Linked DNA regions of Pan troglodytes: region 2 is linked to region 1. The links are chromatin contacts, called in public HiChIP or PLAC-seq maps. All regions are on one chromosome and are shown on one strand. The core of a region is the stretch at or near the end of the contact, and the rest is flanking DNA. Distances in the headings are between cores, read along the strand shown.

The links. HiChIP or PLAC-seq counts read pairs in DNA pulled down with a chosen protein or histone mark.
Region 2: an H3K4me3 HiChIP or PLAC-seq map of stem cell-derived excitatory neurons shows a contact between it and region 1, with 8 times the contacts expected there. The contact joins the promoter of LSM11 here to the promoter of FNDC9 in region 1. A contact is called at or near these places in 1 of 7 Hi-C or Micro-C datasets (induced pluripotent stem cells) and 1 of 1 datasets of contacts at active chromatin or transcription factors (stem cell-derived excitatory neurons).

The regions. Positions count from the first base shown.
Region 1 is chr4:155,032,138-155,037,971 of NHGRI_mPanTro3-v2.0_pri, reverse strand. It overlaps FNDC9 (fibronectin type III domain containing 9), which reads left to right and starts at 2,662. Exons shown (of 2, transcript XM_001138114.8): 1 at 2,662-2,798; 2 at 4,796-5,834. The coding sequence starts at 4,803. The coding sequence ends at 5,477. All of the region lies in intron 23 of CYFIP2 (cytoplasmic FMR1 interacting protein 2), which reads right to left.
Region 2 is chr4:155,425,232-155,431,065 of NHGRI_mPanTro3-v2.0_pri, reverse strand. It overlaps LSM11 (LSM11, U7 small nuclear RNA associated), which reads right to left and starts at 2,300. Exons shown (of 4, transcript XM_001138531.7): 1 at 1,806-2,300. The coding sequence starts at 2,253.

The sequences.
Region 1 (5,834 bases), core at 1,413-3,912:
TGGGAGGTCAAGGCTACAGTGAGCCATGACTGTGCCACTGCACTCCAGCCTGGGAATTCCAGGGCATGCTCTGTGAGCCACTCACTTTCCCCATGTGCCAATCCAGCTTTGGGAATGGGGCTTGCCCCATGTTATCCCTTCACTGCCACCTTCAGGAAGGGTGGAAGAACCTTGCTCCTAGCTGATTTCCTCTAGCAGTAATTTACTACTGATGTCAACTAGCTGGGGCTCACCTGGCCTGATAGCGAAGAGGCTACAACTTGCACAGACTCTGGAGGAATTGTCCCTGATGATGGAGAAAGTGTGAGCCTGGCTGAGGTGTAATGTCCTGTGGCAGGTGTCCCAGATACTTTATCTCCTTCACAAACGGCTGCACTGGCTCCTCTGGGTGCTGCTGGTGAGCGGTGACAGCTCAGAGGAGCGGGATGAACCCTGGCCTCCGAGTCTGGGGCCCCACCCCATTTCACTGGCAGCTCTGCCACTCATCAGTCAAGCGGCCTGAGGAATGCCATGTCTTCTCCCAGGACTGTGAAACAAGAGGGCTTGGAGGCCTCACATTCTCTGAGTATCTTAATTCCACAGAGGAAAATTTCTCATGGTTAAAAATGTCATCCAAGAATATTAAAAATAAATTCCAATTTTCTGTGGAAAAAGGCTTGAGTTCTACCTTGTTCCTCCTCAGACCCCTTAACTCTGGTATTTTTACTCCCCGCAAAATAACCTTTTCAAAGGGCATCCGCAAACAGCTGCGTGGCCTTTCTGTGGGGAGGATGCTTTTATGCTCTGTGGGGACTCACCATTAGCACTTGACCTGGCTGTGCTCGCATGGGAAGAGACATGCTGCATGCATTGCTGCAGATTTAAGACAGGCGCCTGGGAAGACTGAATGCCATGGGCAAGCCGCAGAGCAACTTTCTGATCAAGGAACACTGGCTTGTTCCCGAGTTCCCGAGACTCCAAGCCTCCCGGAGATCTTTGGCCAAGGGTAGGGTCACAACTCACCAAGGCGGCTCTTTTTTTTTTTTTTTTCCCAAGGGAAAAAGTCTTTCTATGTTACCCAGGCCGGTCTGGAACTCCTAAGCTCAAGTGATCCTCCCACCTCAGCCTCCCAAGTGGCTGGGACGACAGGTGCACACCACTGCCGCTGTGCCTGGCTTTCTTTCTAACCTTTTATCATTAATGTGAATCAGAAAGAGACCTTCATGAGTTAACTTGGATACTTTGGCCAAGAACCAAGAAGAGAAAAGCTGACTTTTAAAAACATATAATTTGTATAAATTTATTCAGGTCTACATCTATCTGAGCTACTTTCCACCCTCTATTCCAGACACACCCTGTGATCTCCTCAATAGAATGGTGGCAATAGGTTCTTACAAGGTTGAAAGGAACAGGAAGGGATGGAACCTCAAAGCCAGACAGCCCTTTATGAGAAAAGGGGAGGCAAGCAGTCTGGATTCTTGAAAGGAAGGGAACGCTGGGGATGATTCAATCCAGGAGTAGCAAACAGTTTCCATTTCTGGCGTCAACTCCAACTGATTGATTGGGAAGCAGTTTCTTGGGACGCTTGTGTTCAGAGGAACTCTGGGGCTGTTTCTGCACCCAGCTGCAAGCAGTGCTGCATTAGATTCCTAGGGTTGCTATCACAAATTACCATAAATGTGGCAGCTTAACATGACAGAAATTTATTCTCTCACAGTTCTGGAGACCAGAAGCCTGAAATCAAGGCTCTGGCAGAACCACGCCCTCTCCAAGGCTCTAGGGGAGAATGTTTCCTTGCCTTCCCAGCTGCTGATGGCTCCCGGTGTTCCTTGGCTGATGGCAGCATCCTTCCACTCTCTGCCTCTGTCTTCCCTTGGCTTCTTCCCCTTGAGCCTCTCTGTCTTTTCTCTTACAAAGACATTAGTCATTGGATTTAGGGCTCACCCTTAAATCCAGGAAGATTTCATCTTGAGATCCTTAACTAGTTATATCTACGAAGGCTCTATTTCTAAATCAGGTCACATCCTAAGGTTCTGGATGGATATGTATTTTGGGGGGGCATTATTCAACCCAGTGAGAGTGCCATGATGGTTTAGCAAGCTTGACAGGGGTTCAGGGCTGTGCAGGGATAGGGCTCAGGTCTTCTGCCTTCTGATCTGCCATCCTGATGTAGCCCAAGCCCACAGCTTTACAGATGATGGTGGAACTGAGACTCAGACAATAAAAATAAAAGGGTGTTGACCAGTACCATATAACTACGTAACGGCACACGAGTCAAGAATAAAGAAAGATGAAGATAAAGAGGTGGGGTAGGCAGTTGGGATGGGGAAGTGTAGGAGTGGGAGGGGATGAAGATGAATATTACTGCTTTGGGTGTGGAATAACTGAGAAGAGCATCTTTGCATTTAAAACCACTGGCCAAAGAGGATCTAGATGGGACAAGAAAATAATAACCAGCCAACTGGGGAGAAAATGTAGGAGTGTTAGAAGAATTAGTACCGCACTGGGGACCAGTTTTCAGGGCATCATCTGCCCTTTTTCAGCCAAAGGAATGAGAGCTCCTCTCACTGGGCAAAAGCCTTTCCAGGCTGGTCCCTGAAAGCATCGTGCGTACAGATGCCTGCTGGTTGCCATGGTGAATGATGCTGATCTGAAGAAATGAATAATGTGAGCATTAGGGGCGGCAGTGGGATTACTCAGTGTTGAGAGAAACAACACGGAAAGCCCAGAGCGGAGGAGGGAGAAGGCACCATTCTCTCAGCTTTAATCTACTGCACCTCGGAGGGCAGAGCTCTAACCAGACACGCTGCAAGCATCAGGTAAGACATATAGATGGCTCTTCTTGGAAATGGAAATGGCTTCTTTTCACACTCTGCTTGGAGAAGGGCCGGGCAAATGAATAGTTAAAAATAGGGGAGAATTTAGAAACGGAAACAGAGGAAGAAAAATCAATAAGGGAGATGGACCTGGTCCTAAAAGGTGAGGATGCTATTTGCGTCTTGACAGAAAGCTCTTAAAAATGTCTGCTGAGGTAATTCCATCTGTACAGACAGCTAGTGGCAGATAGGAAGCCAAGAGAACATTTATGCGTGACAAGAAACAGGATTCCTGATTACTCCTGATGGAAAGGTTTTACACAGGTGGCTGCCTATAATGAATTAACCTCTTTCCATCGTGGTCGAAAGTGTATTTATAGTGATGTGTGGTGTGGGGAGGATGAGTGTGTAGAGGACACCAAGCTAGGAAACATAAACATTCGGTCTCCTTCATGATGACCTTCCCTGGAAGGGTCTGAGCACATCTGTCTCATCCCTTTCGTTCCCCATTTACTGGGAAGAAATATTCAGCCACATAGAAAGACACTATTCACCTTCCTGAGTATCTTAGTTCACTGTTACCCTTACAGAAGAAAACCAAGGATTAAGAAATTACTCAATGCTGTGCACCTTTCTGCAGCTCCACTCCTGGAGGAAAATGGGCACAAACACAAGAGGATGGGGGAAAGCAGAGGTGAGAGAAAGGCAGGTCATAATAGCCATTGGTTTGGCTTAATATCCAATGCAGGCGAAAATCCAGTTGACAGCTGTTTACTATGTCACTGCAACCCAAAATGAAACCTACGGGGTTTCATGTGAGGGAGGAGAGGCGGAAGACAAAGCAGGGTGAGACCGTTATGTGAATATGCGTAGGCTAACTATGACTGTCTCTGTATTTCTGATCAGGGGCAATCAGTAGAGGGAACTGCATGAGAGAAACTAAAATACTTGAAGATGGCTCTCTCTTATCAAAGCGGGGCCTGGCAATCTAAAGAGGGCTCATTTGATTTGTCTGGAAAAACAGCAACTGGGTCTCAGTCCTGGCACCTCATTTTGCGATAACGTCTGTAACTAAACCCGGCAGCCTTGCATTAGGAAATGTAGTGGTTAGGCGGCACTAAGTCCTTTTTCTATGTATTAGCAGTGTGACATCAGGTTGCTCATCCGTAAAATGGGAATCTAGCTCAGAGGATGTGATGAAGAATAAAGGAAATTAATTACTGCCTGTGAATCATCTAGCATGACAAGTGACATAGCAACCACTTACTGTGAGTGGTTATTACCATGATTAACATTCATAATACCAGCAGAATTAAATAGTGGTAGTTATGCTGATATTAGGGGCTGATTATCTCTACCTATGAAACAAATTTCCTGGTACCGCTGGCTTTGAAAAAACAAACAAACAAAACAAGAGCAGAAGCTTTGGGGTGAAATCAGCTGCCAAAGAGTGACAAAGCGAATTTCCACTCACCATGGGCAACAGAACCAGGAGGCTAAACAAAGCAGTGGGCAGAACGTTCTAGATCACTGAGCTCACAGTACTTGGAGCAGAAACAGGAGGTCAAGAAGGAAAATTGAGGTGAATCAATTGCCTGAGGGGAGGTCACAGACCTGAGAATAAAGGTGGAACCTCTGAGGTTCTACTGATTTCTCCTTACCTTTTCTTCTTTTTTCTTAAGGGGATGAGAACAATCCCCTTAAGAAAATCCCCTTTGTTATCTGAAGGATCTCAGCTAGGGTGGGATGTGGCTGGGATTGCATGGGTGCATCTCTTTTTAGGCCTGAACTTTGGCATGGGACAGCCCCAGTTTTAACTTTTGTCCTGCCACTTTTTCGCTATGCCTAAATAACAGAACCTCTCGGCCTCCATTTCTTTGTCTGTAAGATGAGGGCAACATGAATGCCCATCTCAAATGTGCAATAAATGGTGGCTATGATTATGATAAATACATACTTAAATCAGGGGATGTCACTCTTCACTTTGATTCTGGTTCCAGAATCGGGATGAACATCGAGGTGGGGAACATTTCTTATACAGGAGCCATCATCTCCTGGTCGTCCTCGGAGCCCTGCCTGGAGGACTATTACCATATTATGTACAGGCCCAACTGGAACAGCATCTTCTCTGGCTATCTTCGCTACAGCTTCCACCACGAGGAGAAGGTGCCTCGAACGATCAGCTCCGTGGTGCTGGAACATCTCGCCCCTTCCACTCTCTACTTCCTGTGCATCAGCTGTAAGAAGGCTGCCTTCCCTTACAGGCACTACTGCACCATGTTCCACACCCTGGATAAGAGTCCGCTGGCTCCTGGAAGCTCCCTGGTAGACCCCCAGATCTCCCTTTGGGTGCTGATGGCCATTCTGCTGGCCTGCTTCACAGCCGTCTTGGCCTTCATCTGTCTCCAGTTCTGGTGTGTCCGTTGCCATGAGCCGCGATGGTCTTACAGGGCTGGCCACATGGAGGAGGCTAATGGGTTGGTGAGATGGCCAGAGGAGGCCCCGGATCTTGGTCAGAGGGAGGAAGACCTGCAGGGGCTCCCCCTGGTGGAAGTGCCACGCAAGAACTCCAGAGATGGAGCTGAACTGGATCCCGAAGCCAACCAGGATGCCCCTGATGCGGGTGCCTTACAGAGGGGGGGTGGTGACCAACCCGCTATACTGCCTCATTGTGGGGAATGAGAGTGGGGAGGAGAGCGCCCGCATGATGTAGCCTAAAGCTTTCCACACAGTAGGTCGTTTGTACAAATGTGTCTATAGACTACCCATTTCTCTCCCATCAAATGTCACTGCTATTGTAGTCACCTGGGTTGGATGAATGCCCCATGACAAAGCTTCTCAAGCTGGAAAATGTATCCCCCAGGGTATGCCAAGGCACAAACAAGGCATCTCTGCAGCAGCGTCCACTCGGAGGACACAGTTAAGAATTGAAAGCATTGTTTTAACATTAAAACAAACATGGATATGTTATAAAGTAGAAAGCAAAAATTTGCATGACTTAAATAAAACACAGCACTTGAAGGAAACGCTTGAGTTACA
Region 2 (5,834 bases), core at 1,051-3,550, 390 kb before region 1:
GCACAAATTATTTTGTCACCCAGGTAGTGATCATAGTACCCCATAGGTAGTTTTGTGATTCTCACCCTCCTCCCACCCTTCACCCTCAAGTAGGAACTCTTTCTTGAATGAATCCAATCCTCACCCATGTTTCTGTTGTTTTCTTGCTTTCTGAAGGTCATCAACTCTGTGCGACGTCAATGCCTTTCTCTCATGTACACCCAACTGTCTGCAGTGCCATGGTGAAAATTTTCAGTATGTAGGGCATAGTCTCTGAGATCTTGATTCCAGGGATATATACTTAATCATAAGAAGTTGACAAAGCTGGTCTTCACACACTGTCATACCATTACAGTAAAGTGCTCTATAGGGAAAGCTAAAACCACCCACTACATAGCAATACACAGGAATATTCCTTTCCCTTGACAATCTTGGTAGCAAAGTAATAACTGGTAAAATAGAAATAAATGTTGCAATGAGACTTGGAGTGCATTTCAACTACCTAATGGTGGCAAATTGCATAGGCAAATTAAGGTCCCCCAAACTGCTCTCATTTTGGGAACACGCATACTGTCTTTGTGTTACAGCCGGGCAAGCAGGCCGGGGTAAATCCTAGCTTGGGCAGGGATGCTGTGGCATGGTAAGACATCCAACAAAGGCACACGGAACAGCACATAGCGTTTCAGGATGTTCTCTCTTAATAAACAAATTTCTAGGAATGAAGCAAAACAGTCCCTTGCTTGGCACACCTCTCCATCCAAAAGACAGTGACTTAATAAGGTAACAATTTAATTATCAGGATACAGATGCTTTGAATGGCTAAGTAGGTCATTGTGTTCACAGGGCAGATGTCAGAACTGCTTGCCAGATGACAAAAGAGATAACCTTAGGCTGTTTTTATTCCATTTATACAAGACCTAACTCACACATTAGAGCCTCTGCTGTTTACAGCTTTACTCTAAGGATCTATGAGGAGGCTCCAAGAAATTCCCTTGTGCCATTTACACCTTTAGAACTTAAAATAACCTGCACATATGGTAATATGAGCCTGACAGACACAGTCCTGCACCCAGCCAGGCAGAGTGGCTGTAAAACAGCGTCTGTGTTTTAGTGGCATTCTGTGCCTGCTGCATTTCAGCACTTGTGACTTAATAATGTGAACATATGTGTATCAAGACCCTGCAGCCCTTCTGCTTATCGCACTCGAGAAGGAGCTGTCAATGTACAGGGGTTATGGGATTATGCGCCTGTGCTATCTGAACAGATCTCCCCACACTCCATCCGATCATCCTCAAATCCCACTGACCAAATACTCTCCTTCCCCTAATATTGGCTGTGCGCTCCCCCACGTCTCCCGTTTTCCGCCCCACCTTACCTCTCACTGTGGTCTCTAAGACCTCTCATCACCTCTGTAGACGTCCCTATGATGTCCCCCAAACTCTGTAGCCCCGCCACCTCTCCAGGTCCTCCATCAATCCTGTAGACCCTCTCGGCAGGCTCATCACCTCTGGGACCCTTCCATGGGCCCCGATTACCGCTGAAGACCTTTCCCACGGCTTCTTATCACCACTACAGCCTTACCACTCTCCCTCTGTTGCTCCTACAGCCCCTTTTCTTACTCAGGGTGACCCTCCCCAAGCCCTCATTACCCACATTACTCAAGCAGATCCACCCCATAGTCACTGATGATCCCCGCAAATTTTCACCAAGGCGCTCCCGCAATACGTGCAGACCCGCGCCCGGCCACCGCCGCCCCGCAGACGCCCCCTCGGCAGCCAGCTTCCGGACGGCGGCTGCCCCGCTTCCCGCCCGGCCCGCGGACTCACAGGGCATTCGCGTGAGCACGTTGCGTGGCGCCTTCCTGCTCCGACCCGGACCCCTCCGGCCCGCTCCTGCGGCCCCGTCCCCTTCCTCTTTGGCCACCATGAGACGGCGGAGGCGCTGGATGCGCTCGGGGTCCGGGGCGGGCGCGTCCGGGCGGCGGCGAGTCCTGCCCGAGGGCCCGGGCGCGGCGGGAACCCCAGAGCCCGCGGCCGCGCCCCGAGCCCGCCCGCGCCCGCGCCCGCCGCCCCGGACTCCGGTCCTGAGGAAGCTCTCGTACTCCGCCACGTTGTTGAAGCAGGGGGCATTGGGGTAGGGAATGGGAGGCAGGCGGGGCGCGTACAGGGCCAGCAGCGGGTCGAAGCTGTCAGAGCTGACATCCAGCCGCGGGCTGGGCGGGCGCGCGGGGCTCCCGGCGCCAGCCGACCTCGCCCCCCGCTCCCGCTCCTCCATGTTTGAAAGGCCCGCAAGCCGAGGCCGATGGGAAGAAGGAACGGAGCCGCCAGAGGGCGGCACTGCGCAGCCGCGGCGCGGGGTTGCACTGCGCCGACGCGGCCGCCGGAGGGCAGCACCTGTCCTCGTTCCACCCGGGCCGGGGGGCGTGGTACGCGGCTCCGACCAGCCCGCGCCTCGCACCGCCTCCTCCCATAGCTGACAAGTTAACGCTGTCGACTGCTGCTTGACCTGCTCCAGTGCAGTTTCCCCGTCTATATCATTATCACTTAGGGTGTTTGTTAATACTCTGGGTTCCCCGGGAATGAGCTCGGGATCGCATCCTAGCTTGAGCTGGCAGGAAATGTCTGGAGGAAGGCAATGAATGTCTCAGTTTGCTTCCATGCTGAGTACTACTGATAGGGTGGGAAGAATAGCCTACCTGGGCTCAAAGTATTTAGCGTGTTTCTCGTCTGAAATATGATATAAATAGCACCTACCTTATAGAACTGACCTCAGGATGGAGAGATACTGCCTACAGAGCTCATAATAGATGCATGTCAGCCAATACTGGGTGTCTGTCCTCCATTTCCTATACCCTCTGCATAAACAAATTTGTGCTTAGTATCAAAGAAAATTCATTATATCACTGTCTTTCTAAGCATTGCTAACCAATTGGAAGAAACGAAGATCCAGCTCTTGGAGAAAACTATGGAAAATTCCCAAGACCTGTGGTATGATCATCATACCACTTGCTACTTTATAGTCTCAGTTCGGCAAAATATTTTTTGGTTGATTTTTAAATGACAGTCTACTCTTCGCGGAAGGCCCAGATATAACCTTCTCATCCAGCAGAGCCAAAATGTTTCCACTCACCTACAGGCCACACATCACTTGCCCGTCACCACATTCTCAAACTGCCATCAACTAGTATTCTCTGTACTAGTTGCTTTGTGTACATTTCAGTTTCCTTAAGACTTAGGAAGTCCAAGAGAATACTGGAGAGTACCTTAGAGAGCAAGATGAAAATTAATATACAACTGTGAAATATACCTTGGGATGAATGCATACTACAGCGAAGACAAAACCATCAAGCAGGCCGGGCGCGGTGGCTCACGCCTGTAATCCCAGCACTTTGGGAGGCCGAGGCAGGTGGATCACGAGGTCAGGAGTTCAAGACCAGCCTGGCCAAGATGGTGAAACCCCGTCTCTACTAAAAATACAAAAAATTAGCAGGGCGTGGTGGCACGCGCCTGTAATCCCAGCTACGCCGGAGGCTGAGGCAGAGAATTGCTTAATCCTGGAGGGGCAGAGGTTGCAATGAGCCGAGATGGCGCCACTGCACTCCACCTGGGGTGACAGAGGGAGACTCCATCTCAAAAAAAAAACAAAAACAAAAACAAAAAACCATCAAACAGTGGCTTCTAATTAGTAGCAGTACAGGTTTCTTTATGGCACAGGTTTTGAGCCCAGCTTATCACTTTGTTCAAAACCTCCTGCCTGAATTAAAAACTCAAAGCTGCAGAACTGCTGGCAATTCAACAAATGAGTGCTCATCCCCACATCATATGGCAAAACTGAGTGATAGCCTTTATAGTGTCATTTAAGACCCACAGAAAGCACATTTCTCTGGGTGGTTTTCTTGAAAATTTGTACTCTAATGCCTACTTGTCTGTATTTTGATATAAAATGCTGTCAACTTACCATTAAGTTAAAATTGCCAATCAAGAGCTATATTATCTTACTTCCTTCCCACCCAGCCTATCACAGTATACCGAGGGCCTTGCTGCCCAAGGTGCTGTATATTGACAACCACACATATCAGAAGCCTTTGGGGCTAAAAATCAGATTGCTGGCTGGGCGTGATGGCTCACGCCTGTAATCCCAGCACTTTGGGAGGCTGAGGTGGGCGGATCACGAGGTCAGCAGTTCGAGACCAGCCTGGCCAATGTAGTGAAAACCCCCGTCTCTACTAAAAATACAAAAATTAGCCGGGCATGGTGGTGCGTGCCTGTAGTCCCAGCTACTCAAGAGGCTAAGGCAGGAGAATCACTGGAACCAGAGAGGCAGAGGTTGCAGAGCTGACAGAGCGAGACTCCATCTCAAAAAAAAAAAAAAGATTGTTGAGCTTCAAACCTTCCTGGGGGCTGGGAAGAGCCAAAAATGTGCATTTTAAACAAGCATTCCAAGTAATTTTTTTTTTTTTGCATCCAGAAGTTTGTGAACCACTGCTATGATGAGGGCATGTGTATCCTGGGCTACCCAGAGATATACACAAAAGTTAGATTTCATATAGTCTATTTGTCTAAGAAAAATAAATGAAAAAACAGGCCAAAGGAGTTGACATCTTTATTTCTTTCCTCAAAGAGATTTTAGCAATTACCAAACAAGAACCGTATCTCCTCTTTCTGTGGAGTGAGAACAGGAAGGGAAAAAATGGCATCGACAGATGGGTTGTCAATTAGTGAGGGATGAGGCCAGCCATCGCCCTTTCAAAAATACATGTTCTTCTTAGATGTAAATTCTGCAGTGCAAGACGAGGGACTGGGACACAGGCTGTCTCTTAATTTTTTTTTTTTTTAAGACAGTTTTGCTCTGTCACCCAGGCTGGAGTGCAGTGGCATGATTTCAGCTCACTGCACCCTCCACCTACCAGGTTCAAGCAATTATCCTGCTTCAGCCTTCTGAGTAGCTGGTATTGCAGGCACACGCCACCACGCCCAGCTAATTTTTCTACTTTTAGTACAGACTGGGTTTTGCCATGTTGGACGTGCTGGTCTTGGACTCCTGGCCTGAAGTGACCTACCTGCCTCAGCCCCCCAAAGTGCTGGGATTACAGGTGTGAGCCACCATGCCCAGCCATGTCTTTTTTTTTTTTTTTTTTTTTTTTTTGAGATGGGGAGTTTTGCTCATTGCCCAGGCTGGAGTGCAATGGCACAATCTTGGCTCACCACAACTTCCGCCTCCTGAGTTGAAATGATTCTCCTGCCTCAACCTCCCAAGTAGCTGGAATCACAGGCATGCACCACCATGCCCAGCTAATTTTTTGTATTTTTAGTAGAGACGGGGGTTTCTCCACGTTGGTCACGCTGGTCTCGAACTCCCGACCTCAGGTGATCTGCCTGCCTCGGCCTCCCAAGGTGCTGGGATTACAGACGTGAGCCACCGCACCCAGCCTCTTAATTCTTAATGGGGCCAAATAATCCTTTCCCTCCGAAATATAAAACCAGGACAAGAGAAAAATGTGAGTTCTCTCACCACCTATTCCCACTACCTTCCCCCTTCAGAGGCCAAGTTTGGCTGCATGTGATGATCCCTGCTGCTCTCTGCTGCTCCTCACCCATCTCACTGACCCAACAGAAGGTGGCGCTATTAATATTATGACTCCTCTGACACCTGCTACCTGTCGATTAGCAGAGGATGTTTACCCCTCTGCTCTTGAAATCAAATGTCATTTGTCTGATTACATAGAGGCTACGTGAGAATCTTTTTCAAGAAGTCTAATAGGAAAGTGACTTTTAAAACTGAAATGTCTTGAGTACATGGGGTAAATGTTTCTTCATCCTCATTCACTCATTCTTGTTTCTTTCTCTCATATATAC